Regions from separate parts of the Columba livia genome. Here region 2 is linked to region 1. A link is a contact called in public Hi-C data. All regions are on one chromosome and are shown on one strand. Each heading gives the region's core, a stretch centred on a gene start, on an enhancer-like site or on the middle of the called end of the contact. The rest is flanking DNA. Distances are from core to core; before and after follow the strand shown. Region 1 holds the start of SMIM13 (small integral membrane protein 13). Region 2 holds the start of LOC135578534 (transmembrane protein 14C-like).

Region 1 (5,295 bases), core at 2,568-5,067:
TCTCCAATGAAGACACATATAGGAAGCAAATAGGATTCTGGTGGCATCTAAAAGAAGATGTAATAGTATTACGGATATTTTTAAAGCCTATCTAATGACCTGAATTTAGAGATTTAAGGGCTATGGCAGGATTTGGATTCAACCGTTTTGTACGGAGGGCAATGCCATATATTTAGTTGGATCCCAGGCAGACCTATACCAGGTGTGCTAGCTTTGAGTGGTTGCTGAACAGCATGTTGTACTGACAGGCGGGGCAGAAAAATAAATCAACACGTGGAAAAATGGAATTGCTTAATTCCAGCTGAAATTCTCTGGTAACAAGGAGAATAAGTGGACGCGATTAAACCAGGACTTCATTCTGGAGTGTTGCTGTTACACAATGACTACTGTTCATGGTGAAATGCCACATGGAGTTAGCTTGAGTCCTGCTGGTGTAGGGGCTGTTGTAGGTTGGACCTCATCACAAGCCGCCTAACTTACAGAATCACAGACTGGTTGAGGTTGGCAGGGACCTCTGGATGTGACCTGGTCCAACCCACCTGCTCAAGCAGGGTTACCTAGAGCTGGCTGCCCAGGGCTGTATCCAGTCATGTTTGGAATATCTCTGCATCTTAGGAACAGCACCTTTGAGTTGCAATGACTTTGGAGCTGCCAGGTCCCACTGGGTTTGCAGCTCAGCAGGAAACAAGGTGGACGACGTACCACTGATCAGCTGGCTACTGGCAGCTCTCAACTCCTGCTATTTTCCAATCAGCAGGATAAAGTTTTAGTTTGAGAAAGAAAAGTGAAGTAAGCCATGTCCCACATTGCAAATCACTGCTCTTGATCACAGTCTCCTCCAAGTTGGGATTTAAACTCAGGACCTGCCTGTTTCACTAAATTGTCCTATCAGTAGTATCTTTCCAACTCAATGGCAAAATGTCTCTTATTTCCCTGAGCTGACATGGAAGAGGTTATTTTCCTCCTGTTATCCATTCTTTTTCTAGTTTTATTGGCACAGTATAATGGTTATGTACCTAAAGATCTTGATTCTGCTAGTGACATCATAGGGAGTTAAGAGGTTACTGCGACAGAATTTTTAACTCCCAGTGAGTGCTTAAGAACTGTTGCTAATAAAACTGTGTTGAATCAAATCCCAGTATCAGGCTAAAGCAAAAAGATTTTGTGGTTTATCAAACCAGAACTGAAAGGCTGTCCTCTTGTTTTTCTCTGGTATGATTAGTTCTTTCTAGAATGTAGTTTTTCCTATGCTTTTAGTCTTCAAAACTAGTGTACCGTGTCTGTACAGGTAAAGCTAAAACTTCTATTAAATTGCCAGCTATGAGCATGTAAAATAAAAACTCTGCCACAATAAACTTATCCTGGATGAAGCATGGACTTGAGCAATTGCGCAGCTTCGCAGGTTTTCTAATAAGTATGTATTATGTTTTAGCACCCTCTTCTGGAACACAATAATACTGCCAGTATTTACTCTTAAAGGCTCTGCTAAAGCTGGAATGGAATTGCAACATGTGCAGGAAAAGTCCTTGGCTGCAGTCACAGATAGTTTGGCTGTATAATTTGGTATTTTCTAAATTTACATAAAGAGAATTTTATCATCCCTCTTATGCCTATCATCTTTATTTAAATAGTCCATATTGTTCATTTAAGTCAGCCTAGAACTGGGGAAAATCTGACAGCTCCAAAACAAAAGCTGAAGCTGAATGGTCACAAAAGACCATATTTAGATGCTCTGTCCCTCATTGTCTGCCCATCTCCTCTGAGGAGTCTGGTGGCGTTAACTTGCTGTGAATTGTGGACGGATGTGAATGAGCTCTCTCCATACTTAGCATTATGGTGGCATATGGAGGTCCCAGTCTGAGATCACGGTCCTGCTGTGGTGAGACCTACACCAGAGTCCTTCGTCAAAGAGCTGACAGTGTGATGCACAACAACATAACACGGAGGGAAAGGGGTGGAAGGAGGATGTTCTCCCAACTCCTGCCCTGGGAAACGGAAATGTATTCATGCCAAAGGAAAAGTAGTGGGGGGAAGGTCACCAAGTGCATTCTGAAGAGAAGAAAGAGCTACATTTTGCTCCTTCTGCATGAACTGTCACTACCTGGCTGGCTGCTGGGGCACAAGTGACAGGCAGTCAAGCCCCTATATGTTGTTTTGGCTACAACAGTTGGCATGGTTGCCAGTCACCTTTGAAGATATTGTATGTGCCTAGAAAAGGATTAAAAGATTAGGACGCTGTAGAACAAAAACTGCCTGGATTACTTTAACTTGCTCTTCCTGTGCATATTCATTTTAATAATCCTTATTTACAACAATAGCCTTCAGCAAGACTCCTGCTACATTAATGCATGGTGCGGATGATAAACAAACAGAAGGCCATGAATGATGCAAGGATCTGGAAAAGGACAAAAGATAATCTCGTTAAAGTGGCTGAAATTCCTGTTCTGGACTAGAATACAGAGTTTATTTAACATAATTTCCACGTGGTCATGGGGAGATCATTCAAATATTTTTTCTACAGCTAGTCGAAGATTCTATTCTTCCTTCTGCTGGCTGCCTGAGGGTAACTAAATGTGCATTTGTCAAAGTGCTGAGCAGCTGCACCTGACATCAGTGAAAGCTGTGCTACAAATAAATTAAATGCAAAAGAAACATGAGATTTTTGCCATACACTGGCTGAAAAGGAGGCCAAAAGGGGCACCAAATATGTTGACACTTTGAACATCTATTTCAGCCTCAATCCTCTTCCTGGTGAAGGAGGGATAATCCCATTCCTCACCTGGTCTTGCTGCACAAACACAAACACCAGTTAACTGACTGCTGCAAAACATCTGGTTAGTCTAGATGTATCAGCTCTCACACCCTGAAAATAAGGCCTGTGCCCTCAGCATCCACATCTCTCTTGTTTTTGCTAGTCGTTATCTTTCTGATTTGCACCATTTGCTCTATGGAAGCAAGTAAAATGCTCCTGCTTTGACCCGACCCGTGGATAAGCTTTCTCTGACATCTCACTGCAATGGTGACATCTACATGGGAAGTTAGGCTTCTGCAGTAGCGGATTCAAACAAACATTTTCAGTAGTTCTAGAAACATTAACCAGCACCTCCCACACAACAAATGAAAGTTATAACCTTATTCCAGTTCTAAAAGTAAAGTCCATGTCAGAATCAAGATTATCTCATGATTCCGGGAAGTTATTATTTCCTCAGATTTCTCTTAAGAGGGAAAGACCAGCTTTGATGTGTCGCTACAATGTCAACAGAAAGCAAGAGTCAAGGCCATGTGGAATTTGAACCATGCTGGGCTGGCGCATATGTAGAAACGCTGCCTTGGCCAAGGACTGGTGGCCCTGCTGTCCCCTTTCCGATCAACCCGGGCACGGGGAAGCCAGGGCAGCAATGACAAGAGGGAGAAAGAGGAACAAGAGATGAGGTTGCCCCATCCTTAGGACTGAGCTAAATCAATCACTGCACGGGGAGCAACCTGTCTACTACAGGCTCTCTGCTCTGCTCAAGGCTCCAGCCACGGCCACACATGTGTCTTTACCACACTGCCTGCCCCCTCTCGCCCTGCTCTGCCTCCCACAGCCTGGCCGGGCACCCGCTCAGCCCACCCTGCGTCACCCCCGCCCTCAGTGCCGCCCGTGCCGCGGTCGCCTCTCAGCCCCAAGCAGGGAGGGCGGCGCGGGGCACGCCGGGACTTGTTGTCCCCCTTGCGGGGGCGCCTCCCGCTCTTGCCGCCGGGACTTGAGGAGGCGAACTACAGTTCCCAGCATCCACCGCGCTCTGCGTCACCACGACGCACTCGGAGGCCCGCCCCGTCTCTCCACGGCCGCTCTTCGCGCCGGGCTGTTAAGCGGCGGGAGGAGACAGCGCCGGTGCTGCCGCCGGCTCAGCCCGCGTCTCCTCGGCTCACCTCGCCCTCCCGGCTGGGCCGCGGGGCTGCCCCCTCCCTTCCCCGGGGTAGCGGGCAGCGATGCGAGGCGCGGCCTCCTCCTTCATGTAGCCGCCGGCGGGCGTTTGCCTTCACCTCAGCCCCGCGGCGGCCCGCTGCGGGTGACCCGCCGAGGGGCCGGCTGGGCCCCGACCGCCCCTGCTGTCTCTCCCGCAGGGGCGGCCGTCGGTGGGGCTCGGCCCAGCCCGGCCGAGCGGCTGCCTCGGCGGGGAGGTGTCGTTGAGGAGGGGGCCCCCGCCGCCGGCGAGGGGGAGGCGGCTGGCGCCATGTGGCAGAGCATCGGGCTGACCTTGCTGGTGATCGTGGCCACCCTGGCCTGTGTGCTGCTCTTCATGCTGTGCGGTGAGTCCCGCCCGCCGCGCTCCGTGCGCGGCGAGAAGCTGCCGGAGGGCTGGCCGGCTTGGGCGGGCAGCGCTCCTGTCCCCCATTCTCACCCCGCTTCTTCCCCCTCCCCCGCTTTCTCAATCTCTGGTGGTTCCTCTTCGCTCAGATTGACTGAAGGAAATGAAAGGGCACCGTGCCCTGGGCTGTGGGGGAGCGTGTGTGGTTCGCAGCGCCCCCTTCTCTTTGTTTCCTAATAATTTTCAGCCATGAAATATTCCCAGAGCATAATTCGGTGACTAATCTGAAGCTGTCAGCATTTTTTTAGTGAACGGACTCTGTACGTGGGTCTGAAATGTTACTGAATAGAGGAAGTAAACTTCATACTGGTACCTCTCAGGCTTTGACATCTGTTTGCTAGAACAGATTGAAAGCAGGTCATTTGAGGTTTTTTCTTATGTGTATTCAGAGAGAAGGGTTATTTCAGTGGTAGGCACGAGTTGCAGGTCTGTATGAGTTCTTGGAAGGAATCAGTAGGGTAGTACATGAGGGTGTTGTGGTCAATGTGCTGAACTTAGAGCTCTAAAAAAAAACCCACCTCAAAACTCACCACCACCAAGCTCAAACTGTGCCATAGTCTGTGGTGAAAAGTTTGTGAGATAAGAAGCAAATTCCAAGTGCCTTTGTGATTTGTGGAAGCCAAGGGAGCAAAGTGAAGAGTCAGCTAACATTTAATGCTTAAAAATGTCAATTGGGATCAAAATGGCAAACCGTTGTGAAAAGATTTTGCAATATCAAGGGTCTGGATAGTAATATGGGATGTGAAATCCAGTATTAGCATGAATGGAGTAATGCACATAAGAAGTGTGAAATGTATGCATACATAATTTTTGTGGGGAAATATGGCTTTGAACTGAGCTGTTAGCATCCCAAAAAAAGGATTAGCTGAAGGAATTGTGAGCAGTTCTCCAAAATCTCTGTTCAATGCCTTGTAGCAAGCAAATAGGTAAATTAAACACT
Region 2 (4,894 bases), core at 818-3,317, 150 kb before region 1:
TATTTATACACATTGATAAGATAACCCTAAGCCTCCTGTTCTCGAGGCTAAAACAGTCGGAGCTTTCTCAGCCACTTCTTGTGTGAATGATACTCCAAGCTGTTAATGATTTTCATAGCCCTTTGCTGGACCTGCTTCAGTATGTCCATGTCTGCCTTGCACCAGTGAGCCTAGAACTGGACCCAGCACTCCAACTTTGTCTCACCACAGAGCAGAGGGGAAGTACCACCTCCCTTCACCTGCCTAATGCAACTCAGGGTGCCATCTACCTTTGCTGCAATGGCACATTGCTGCCTCATGTGCAGCTTCTTGTGACACCCTGGGGTGCCCAAGGCCTTTCATGCTAAGCTACTGTCCAGCTGAGTAGTCCCAGGCACCTCTGCAGTCCCAGTCCGGGAGAGCTGCACCCTCCCTTGGGATCTGGGGCTCCGTCCAGTGCAGTGCCAGGGCGGCTACTCCATGTAGTGCTGGGGATTGTGCCCTGTACCACATCACCACCATCGCTCAGCACGTGCACACTGTCAGCAGAATTTCTGGAGAATCCAAAGGCCTTCTTTTGACATCTGTATTGGGCTTATGTAGCAAGGTTGTGGTAGTGAGGGGCTGCAGGGGTGCCTTCTGTGAGAAGACAGATGGCTTGTCTCAGGAATAGTGTGGCCAGCAGGACTAGAGAAGTGATCATGCCACTGTCCACGGTGCTGGTGAGGCCCCACCTTGAATATTGCATTCAGTTTTGGGACCCTCATAAGAAGGACATTGAAATACTAGAGAGAGTGCAGAGGAGGGCGGTGAAGCTGGTGACGGGTCTGAAGCACAAGTGTGTTGAGGAGCATCTGAGGGAACTGAGGCTGTTCAGCCTGGAGAAAAGGAGGCTGAGGGGAGACCTGATCGCTATCTACGACTACCTGAAAGGAGGTTGTAGCATGGAGGGTGTTGGTCTCTTCTCCCAAGTGACAAGTGACAGGACAGGAGGAAATGGCCTCAAGTTGTACCAGGGGAGGTTCAGATTGGATATTAGGAAAAAATTCTTCCCAGAAAGGGCTGTCAGGCATTAGAACAGGCTGCCCAGGGAAGTGGTGGAACCACCATCCCTAGAGGTGTTTAAAAGGCATTCAGATGAGATTCTTAGGGACATGGTTTAGTGCTAGAGTTAGGTTATGCTTGGACTCGATGATCCTGAGGGTCTCTTCCAACTGAAATGATTCTATGATTCTAAGACACCAGGAGATGTCCCTGTGTCAGACAGAGACAGCTCTATCCATCTCCTAGACAGATCTGCCGCTGGCCAAAGCTGAGCCCATCATTGATGCTGGTGGTGCCTCTGTGGTACATGTTTCAGAAAGCGTAAAAATGCTGCAGAGTAGAAACTGAGAGAGTGGAGCGAGAAAATGTGAGAGAACAGCCCTACAAACACTAAGGTCAGAGCAGAAAGAAGGGAGGAATGCATCAGACACAGGAGCAGAGATTCCTTTATAGCCTGTGGTGAGACCGACTGTGCCCCTGCAGCCCATGGAGGTCCACGGTGGAGCAGAAATCCACCTGCAGCCCGTGGAGGACCCCACACGGGTGGAGAGAAGACAGGTTGGAGCAGGTTTGCTGCCAGGAGCTGTGACCCTGTGGCGGACCCAGGCTGGAGAGGTCTGTTCCTGAAGGACGGCACCCTGTATAAAGGACCCATGCTGGAGCAGTTCGTGAAGAACTGCAGCCCGTGGGAATGACCCGCGTTGGAGCAAGGGAAGAGCATCAGGAGGAAGGAGCAGTGGAGATGAGGAGTGGGACTGACTGCAAGCCCTGCTCCCCTTTCTCCGAGGAGTCTAGAGTGATGTTGAGCCTGGGAAGATGGGGAGAGGGAGGTTTCATCTTGTTTTATTTCTCACTTTCCTACTCTGTTATTAACTGGCAATAAATTTAAGCTCCTAAACCGAGTCTGGCCCATGTCAGTACCGGTGCGGGATCTTTACTCCCGCGGAACCTCAGGGCCGGACCGCACCGCAGCCCACGCACCACCCAAGCTCGCAGGAGCCCCGACACTGCTGCCCCCGCACTAGCCCCGGTCCTTGACCCTGGCCACGCAGCTGCCGCCCGCCCAAGCGAGCGACCTGCCCCCGGGTGCCCGTCACGGCCGGCGGGAGGGACCTCCGGCAGAGGCGGCACCGCCGCGGGGAGGGCGGCCCAAGGTCGGAGCGGGACTGGAGGGGCGAGGCCGGGCGCTGCCTGCGGCCTGCGCAGCCCGCAGATGGAGTACGACTGGCTGGGCTTCGGCTACGCGGCGCTGGTGGCGGCGGGCGGCGTCGTAGGCTACGCCAAGGCAGGTAGGTGCCGGCAGCGGCGGCGTCCCGGGTCCCGGCCTTGCCCGCAGGCAGCGCCTCGCTCTGCTTCGCCCGGACCGGCGGGGGGTGTCCCAGCGCTTCGCGGGGAAGGGCTGTGTCGCTGTCGGGCCGGCGTCCGGGGCTGAAATCCCGCCTTGGGAGCTGGCGGGGTGTCTGCCGGCCCCGCGGGGGGCTGGGGCTGCCGCCTCAGCCGGGGCTGCGGCGAGTTCGGGTGCCCGGGCCCGGTCCTCCGCGGGGAGTCACCCGGCAAACTGCGCGAAATCCTTGTTGCATGGAAACGGTGCTCGGCCGAGGCCTGCGAAGTGCCATGCTAATAAAAACAACTTGCTATGTTCTGTTTGGTTTAGGTTTGCTTTGTGGTTTATGTTTTCTTATTTTTCTTATTTTTATATTTTTAGTAGTGAATGTGTACTTGCAAGTCGTTTTGTTTGTTTTGCAGACTTGCTGTGTAAGTGCTCTTTCACTAACTGCTTTATCTTCCGTTTTATTCAAGGCAGCACCCCTTCTCTCGCAGCTGGTCTTCTCTTCGGTGGCTTAGCAGGACTAGGTGCCTACCAGCAGTCCAAAGATCCAAAGAATGTCTGGCTTTCCCTCGGTAAGTTTACCCAGCACCCAAGGACTAAGCATCGCTGGTAGCAGTGGGAGCAGTAACTTCTTTTTCTAGCACATTTCAGCCTGTCGGTGCCCTTTTATTTTTACAAATGTTTTAAGCAGTGGCAAGGCCTCCTGCCCATAGTCAGGAGGTATTTATGTAAGAACACAGAGCCTGGTTCCAAAACCTAGGTTGTCCTGGAAGCCAGAGCTGGTGAGAAACAACCATCTCCTCTGTCAGACAAGATAACCATGTTAAACTAATGTAGGCACAGGAGAAGTATATGAAAAATGTTTGGTTGTGATGCAGCATTTTTAATTTATGGTCATGGAATAGGCGTTTTAGCAACAGTGACAGCACTGTGACAAGCAGTATGTGGCTTTATGGAATATTGGCTTGCACAAGCATCTCAGAAGAAGAGCAGTATAGGTTGTAATGCATCATATGCTGTGGAAGAAACAGTGAAATATGTAGAAGAAAGGAGGGAATTATATATTCTCCTTGCTTGTGGTAGATGGGACAAGAAGATGTGGGCTTAGCTTGCACTTAACTCTTTGAGTGAAGCAGAAGGATAAAATGACAGTGGGAAGTATTATGAAGCACTGGAAGAAATCAGGTGAACCTCATGTACTTCCACCACTGCAGGACTTTAATAACTGGTTAGATCAGTATCCATCAGGAACAGATCTTGCCTTTGGGCACTAGGTTAGCCTAGATGACCTCTTGAGGTTCTTTCCAGTTCTGTAACTATGCTATAGTATTATTAGTGTTATGATACTAGAGCATTACAGTGATTTAAGACTATTTCAAACCAATAAGACTTGATCATGTAATGTGCTGAAAGGTTTCATGAAGCCCCTGGTAGATACTGCAGAGGACCAGACTACCTTGTCAGTAAGGAATTAAATGTAAAACACAGCTTAATGTGAAGTAAACTTTCCACTTCTGGACTTTCTCCTCCACACTGGTGTGCTGTGGGAGCGGCTGTGCATCTCCAGCATGAGTTTGTGGCTCCCACTAAGCTTTAGGTTGGTCACAGTACCTCAAGGTAGAAATACAGAAAAAGAATCTTGACAGAATATCTTTAGAATATCTTTTGCCCTGTCTGATGCAAACAAACTTGAAGCTTTGGAGAAAGGTATACAACACCTCTACCTGCCTTTTGAGGAAACAATGGCCCTGTAACTTTTATGTGATTATCAGTAGGATTATTTTTCTGGACTTGGAGATTAAATAATTTGGAGTAATGTTTAAAATGTTAGTCGCTCTTTCAGTTTGATCCCTTAGATTGCTTTCTGTTTGCTAATTCATATTTTCTGATAGCAGTGTTTTATTTTTAGTTGCAGTATTTAGTGCCACTTCCCAGTTCAGAATGTCACAGAGAAACTGTAATATTTACCTCCCACAGAGGGAACTTTGTCTGACCTTTCTGGGAGTTTTAAGCCTATCTGTATTGAAGGAAATAATCCTTCTGCAAACAGAAAGCGAGGGGGAGTTAGCAATCTGCCTGGAGGATTGGAGGTCGTGGGCAATGAGGCAGCGGTCTCAACCCTGATGAGATCTACTCGCTTCTTACGAGCAGTGGAACACACTTGCCAAAGCTGCTGAGAAGCTTGCAATAGTTCTACTGTTCAGCAAAAATAAGTGACATGTTTGTGTACAGTTCCCTGCGTTCCTATCCATAGCCATAGGCCTATTTGGCTGGCCCTGCTCAATGTCCAAGCGTTGCAGCGTTGCGCTGGTATTTCTATTCCAAATGGTTCTGACTGGGCTTTTTTTCAACAGTGGCGTCTGGAACTTTGTCTGCTGTTATGGGAATGAGGTTTTACAACTCCAGAAAAGCAATGCCTGGGATAATTGCTGGTGCCAGGTAGTCACTTGTCTTTTGTTCTTGTCTGTATTTTCAAGTAGGCATTTTATTTAACTTATTTGTGGATTATATTGTTTTAAAAATGTTATGTGGTAAGTTCTG

Evidence for each region. Hi-C and Micro-C count contacts between places; a contact is called where the count stands out from the background.
Region 2: a Hi-C map of liver shows a contact between it and region 1, with 6 times the contacts expected there. The contact joins the promoter of LOC135578534 here to the promoter of SMIM13 in region 1. A contact is called at or near these places in 2 of 2 Hi-C or Micro-C datasets (crop and liver).

Annotation. Positions count from the first base shown.
Region 1 is chr2:70,209,161-70,214,455 of bColLiv1.pat.W.v2, reverse strand. SMIM13 (small integral membrane protein 13) reads left to right here and starts at 3,817. Exons shown (of 2, transcript XM_005512547.3): 1 at 3,817-4,296. The coding sequence starts at 4,221.
Region 2 is chr2:70,353,584-70,358,477 of bColLiv1.pat.W.v2, reverse strand. LOC135578534 (transmembrane protein 14C-like) reads left to right here and starts at 2,067. Exons shown (of 4, transcript XM_065052426.1): 1 at 2,067-2,312; 2 at 2,824-2,925; 3 at 4,708-4,792. The coding sequence starts at 2,237.